2 separate regions of the Mus musculus genome follow, and region 2 is linked to region 1. A link is a contact called in public Hi-C data. All regions are on one chromosome and are shown on one strand. The core of a region is the stretch at or near the end of the contact, and the rest is flanking DNA. Distances in the headings are between cores, read along the strand shown.

Region 1 (2,865 bases), core at 16-2,515:
CTGAGGTGGAGTGATATTAAGGACAAACGTAGCTAGAAAGGAAGCCCACTTCTGTTCAGAAAAGGGGAATCAATAATTCAAATCAAATGATTACTTTCACACTTCTCTATTCTTAGAAACTTGAATAACAGCCACTGAATAACATATATTGGCTTTTACATCAACATTACTTCAGCTTGAATAGGAGTGGCCCAATCTAAAGTGTGAGGCCTCTAAAAACAGAATCTCAAACTCTAGAATTCAGCGTGACATCACTTTAACAGAAAAAAAATGCTAAAATCAACCTCCAAATTTATAATTACACATCAGTTGAAATTCTGTCCTGTTTCCCCTACCCCAAAATTATACCTAATATGATATAGGTTTAAACAAACCAGTTCCTTCCTCATAGAAAACCCTAGAAGTCGATTATTTAACATTGATGTGGAGCTCCAGGGTCCAAAAGACTAGATTTCTATTCACAAGCTTCCTTCGTTTCCCATTCTTGGAAAAATAGAGAAAGTAGCATACCTTTACCCATAGTCCACTCTCCGGCACTTAGGCACGTGGCCACGAATTGCTTCAGTCGAGATGGGAAACAGTCTTTATTCTCAGCAAGGTAAAATCCAAAGCTATTGCTAAGAATGGAAACGAATACTGAAGGGCAATTAATAAAAATATCACCCGCATGTGCCTCAATTTCATTCCATAATTGTCACCAAATGTAGTCTCCTTCTTTCTACATTTCTTCAGTATTCAGAATAGAACCAAGCTCATTCTGCAATGGAGCCATGATATATGAAGATCATACAACACACTATACTTTCCAGTTTGCTTCATTAAGTGAAGATGGTCTTTATCAGCAGCTCAATGTAAACTCTCCAAAATGGATTATTAAGAATAAATCCACGGCCTGAGATGGCTCAGTGGTTAAGAACACTGACAGCTCTTCCAAAGGTCCTGAGTTCAAATCCCATCAACCACATGGTGGCTCACAACCATCCGTAATGAGATCTGACGCCCTCTTCTGGTGCATCTGAAGACAACTACAGAGTACTTAGATATAATAAATAAATAAAGAAATAAAGAATAAATCCAAAAATGGCACAGTTTAATGCGACATAAAATACATAAATGCAAAAAAAAAAAAAATAAAAAAACTTCCAGAAGGATTTATTGGCAGGCTCAAATACAAATCGGAATTTGCATATGCATGGCAGAGAACTTCCTCTCTATTCCTTTTTAAGTATCTTCTAGACGCACTTCCTCAAACTGCTTCTCTCTCTTGCCACCACAGTCGTGCCTATCAAAGTTCAGTTGCAAGCAGTTTCTTAGATAAGTTGAATCTTACAGACTGTTCTGAGTGTCCTCCGTGTGCGCCCCTTTCCATCTCTCTTCGGTGTTCCAGTGGGAGGCAAGGCAAGGGCTGGAGGGGAAATGAGACATGGGCGACAGTAAACCAAACGTGGAGTGGTAAGACCTTTGCATGGATATGTGAATATAAAACAAGATGAATGCCTAACTGTGGGATGCCAGAGGAAAGTATGAGCATGTCCAACCATGTGTCTCTGATATAAACTTCATTATCATCTTGGAATACAAAGCACATTATATCTTCTTTAGAGAGCCAGTGGACCACTGCTTGCTCTGAACTCTGCTTGCTTTCAAACGAGAAAGCAAAGGGAAACTGTCACTGCTAGCGTGGCTGCTCAGCAAGCACACATCGCAGTGACTGAACGTCGTCTACCTCAGTGGTTTCCCTGCCGCACTTGTCTTAGAACACAGACACATATTCGGTTGCCACATCTAAGACATTGATTCTGGTCTTTCTAGGTAAACCTCCGCCATACCTGAATATTACAGATTGTGAAACTGACCTGTAAGCCTGAGGTGCCAATTCTACACAGTTTAAGGGGAAGTTTGGAGCTTAAGCCTCACCTCTGCCCAGTGGTGATATTCCAGCAACACTGAAACTGGAAAATGACTCTTTTGCAAGGTTTCACACCTGATCTCAAACCTCTGCTCTACCAAGAGCTGTTGTTAGGGGCGTCCTGAACCTGTTGAGTAACAAAAAGTACAATGGCACAGTTATTCTTTCCCCCTATGTATGAACCCATCCTGAAATTACTTTGTGTTTGTTGACTTCCTGGTAGAAGGAAGGATAATTTTTAAATTTTGCATTTGGCTATTACTTGATCTAGACCATTAAAAAGGCATATTAGGCCACATACGTGAGGCTGTCTCTGGAACTGACATGAAATACATTTCCTTTTCTAGGAATCTACATGAGCAATTTACCTCCAAAGAAGAAAAGAACTTGGAAGTCATTTTCCGGAGGACAGGGTACACGAAGCTTGTAAGTTTTGGCATCGCTGGGATAGAGGAAGTGTGATGACTAAGTCAGTGTGCTGCTGTTAGGGAAAAGCATGTTCTAATGTGCCACCTGCAATTTCATCTCATGAGCAGCAGCTTTCTGATCCAGGACAGTTTTTATACCGTTTAGAGAAAGATAGAGACTAGCTACGTAGAACTTGGGCAACAAGAGAATGAAGAACTGCTAAGGGAAGATGCTGAACCTGTTAGAAAGGCTGCCCTGGATAAGGAACTCACAGCAGAGACAAGATGAGCTTGGGGCACTGCTAAAATATCATAAAGTGTGAGTAAGTTCCAGAGGGTCTACAGGCGAGCAAGAGATGAATAGCTTCTCTCCAAAGAGGGTCAGGGGAGGTGATAAAGTTTGGTTGTCAATGGTTAAGGATAATCAACAAAGACACAAACCTCTCCCTGGCTTCTGCTCGTGGCTTCTCTTTTTGTTTGGAGTTTGGTAGATGCCTTTAAAAACAACACCATGTCCTTTAATTCTGACAAGTATTCCACACATTGCTA
Region 2 (2,767 bases), core at 2-2,501, 210 kb after region 1:
AGAGGAGGCTAAAGCCTTGTGTATTCAGCCCATGGATTCCTGGAAATTGCCACTTAGGTCTGTAATTAGCACATAGTCACACAGCCAGTCTGGGACATACAAACAATGGAACAATTAATGAACTGTCTCTAATGTCAGAGCTCTCACCTCGGTCTTATTAAGAAATCTAAATCAGAATAAAAACTAATTCTTGGGAAATAAAATTTTCAGGCAGGGGAGAAAGTCTACCTTTTTTAAATATATGCATTCACAAAATCCATCCTATGAACAGTCTATAGTTAGAGCAGATGCCTCTATACATGAAGAACAAAGCAATGGCCCCGTAAGAAAAGGAACATGCCACTGTCCCAAGGACCTGACTTCTGTCCCTGGGGTGTAGGAGACAGAAGGAAAGGATCATCAAGCCATTCTCAGCAACCCATAAGTTGCCTTCTGACCCCACACACATGAGTGCACGTACTCACACAGAAAAATGGAATAAAAATAATTAAAAAAAAAAAAAAGCAAGGCTTTGGTGCCACATTCATAATCCTACCACTTTCAAGAGAAAGACAATGGGGTCTGAGCCAGAGTAAGACATCCTGTCTCTCTCTTCCATTCTTCATTTTGTAATTTTTTTGTTTGTGTTTTGTTTTGTTTTGTTTTGCTTTGCTTTGCTTTGCTTTCCAAAACAGGGTTTCTCTGCATAGCCCTGGCGGTCCTGGAACATGTTTTATAGATGAGGCTAGCCTTAAACTCAGAGATCCACCTGCCTCTGTTTCTGGAATGCTGAGATTAAAGGCGTGCACCTCCACAGCAACTACTGCCACCAACCAGCTGATGCTATCTGTTCAAAGCAGTAAAATGGCAAAAAAAAAAAAAAAAAAAGTAAAGTTTGGCACTAAACTCAAAGATGAAATGCCAGCCCTGATTAGGAGAGGTAAAATAAGCTCTCTAACCACCTCCTCAGCAGCCAGGAGGGAAGTGGACAGGGGAGCAGACGGTTTGATGCCTTAATTTGTCCAAGATGTTTATCTCGGGCAAAAAACGAGCCACCATTGAGAAAGCTGCTGTTTGGCCCGATAGACTCTCCTTTTTCCCATAAGGAGAATGAACTGTGCTTTGCCTGAAGAGGCCACACCAATCTTAGCGCACACTCACAAACGTACACGTTTATTTCCATGGAACGCAGGAAGGTTGAGACCTGCCAGGGCTCCAACACAAACAGGAAGAGAAACAGCAGAAAGGGAAGGAAGCTGGCGCAGACATCGTTGAGTCAGGGTGAAGGGACAGCATCCTGCCCGTGGCTCAGCCTCGTCCCTGTCACTTCCCTCTGTGTTCAGCAAGCAAGTGCAGAAAGACGGAGCCACCTCATGTCTGGCTTAGTCTGAGGTAGGGGGAAAGGAACAGTATGCACTCACAGTGAGTGTCTCAGACTTCAGATCTCTGCTGTTCAGGAGTGCTATCATGCTATCTATGTTGGGAGCTGCAGAGATGGCATGCATGTGGTACAGAGACAGACATGTGCACAACACCCACAAATTTAAAAAGAAATGCATAATGCATTATGTCCTCTGACTAGGCCCTGGGTTGGCTCTCAGTGCACGGGGGGGGCGGGGGGGGGGAATACAAAAACTTCTTATTTGGTTACAATTTTCCAAAATGAGAATGATTTGTGTCTGATTCTAGAATTCTACCTCATTCATCCTCCATAAAAATTACTCTAGAGACAGAGAATATGGTTTGCTGGTATGATGGTTAGAGTCAATTTAACAGAATCTGCAGTCAACTGGGAGATAGACTCCCAAGTATGACGACGAGAGATTATTTTGGTTACATTAGTTAATGTGGAAAGACTCTTCTTAATTGTCAATGGAACCATTCCAGGGACCCAGGACGGTGTAAGTGAAGAAAGGAGGCTGCCCAACAGCACACACTCAGTGCGCTCTGCTTCTTGTCTATAGAAGCAATAGGGTTAGCTGCTTCGAGATCCTGTACTGTTGATGTCGTCCCATTTCTGCAGACAACTCTGGAAGCTCTTACAGACAGCCTGATGGGCATGCTCCCAGTTTACAACTTCTAAGGAAGGTGTTCTAGAACCTTCTTGATCTGTAGTTGTCACACGCTCATCTCACTTGGCCACGGTGAACACTCCACTGTCTAGGAAGAACACAAAGTGACCGGAAGCCCAGAGCACTATAATATCCAACCCCACATGTGGAAATTCTAGTTTAGAGATCAATTCTGCACTCCTTTGCTCCTGTGCTCTTGGGGTATCCGAGCATCAGCTAGATCCATTATAGAGTGAAGGAATGATTTTCCATTGTTTCTCCTACCTCTTCAGTAGGAAATGTCATGTGGACTTCAGAGAGCATCTTTCTTTCCCAATAATTGTGAGTTTCATACGAACAGCACAGAGAAAACAGTCAAAGTTGATACCACGGCCCTTGAGTATACCACACTTCTTGGCTTGATCCTCTTACAGTAGCACCATGGCTCTCTGAAACACATAGACAGACACTTCTGGAGACTACACCTCACTCTATGGAGTAAGGCAGTCAAGTGGAATCCCGGGCATTGGTAGAATGTGGGGTCTGAGTTTCCACTGTTCTACTGTTGCCTATCTGTACTGCTCAGTACAGTAATACGCTATCTCGAAACAAAAACAATCAAAGAAACAAAGAAACAAAAACTGATGTAAAAAAAAAAAAACCACATAAAAAGTCAGGCTGAATCAATCTTAGCATCAGGGAGGCCATGAGAGGTGGGGCTTACTGGCCAGCTGGCT

What was found. A called contact is a pair of places that touch in the nucleus more often than the background predicts.
Region 2: a contact with region 1 is called in a Hi-C map of the G1E-ER4 cell line, with 4 times the contacts expected there. The contact joins two enhancer-like sites. A contact is called at or near these places in 4 of 39 promoter capture datasets (the HPC-7 cell line, cranial neural crest, embryonic stem cells and 1 more), 9 of 484 Hi-C or Micro-C datasets (CD4 T cells, the G1E-ER4 cell line, the HPC-7 cell line and 3 more), 15 of 115 datasets of contacts at active chromatin or transcription factors (the HPC-7 cell line, VIP interneurons, acute myeloid leukemia and 9 more) and 1 of 9 other capture datasets (embryonic stem cells).

Annotation. Positions count from the first base shown.
Region 1 is chr1:151,073,391-151,076,255 of GRCm38.p6, forward strand. It overlaps Gm36297 (a long non-coding RNA gene), which reads left to right. Exons shown (of 4, transcript XR_387468.4): 3 at 2,257-2,335. Gm36139 (a long non-coding RNA gene) reads right to left here. Exons shown (of 3, transcript XR_387463.3): 2 at 1,918-2,036; 3 at 1,070-1,405. Among named protein-coding and RNA genes, the nearest start is that of Gm36077, 9.1 kb to the right of the region's middle. Within about 2 kb of position 1,266, at least 51 of the 459 cell types and tissues checked have an H3K27ac peak or open chromatin away from gene starts, as enhancers often do. A contact at or near this core is called in the G1E-ER4 cell line, the HPC-7 cell line, bone marrow-derived macrophages and 1 more, where this site is marked.
Region 2 is chr1:151,286,455-151,289,221 of GRCm38.p6, forward strand. No RefSeq gene overlaps it. Among named protein-coding and RNA genes, the nearest start is that of Gm46162, 37 kb to the left of the region's middle. Within about 2 kb of position 1,252, at least 129 of the 459 cell types and tissues checked have an H3K27ac peak or open chromatin away from gene starts, as enhancers often do. A contact at or near this core is called in the G1E-ER4 cell line, the HPC-7 cell line, bone marrow-derived macrophages and 1 more, where this site is marked.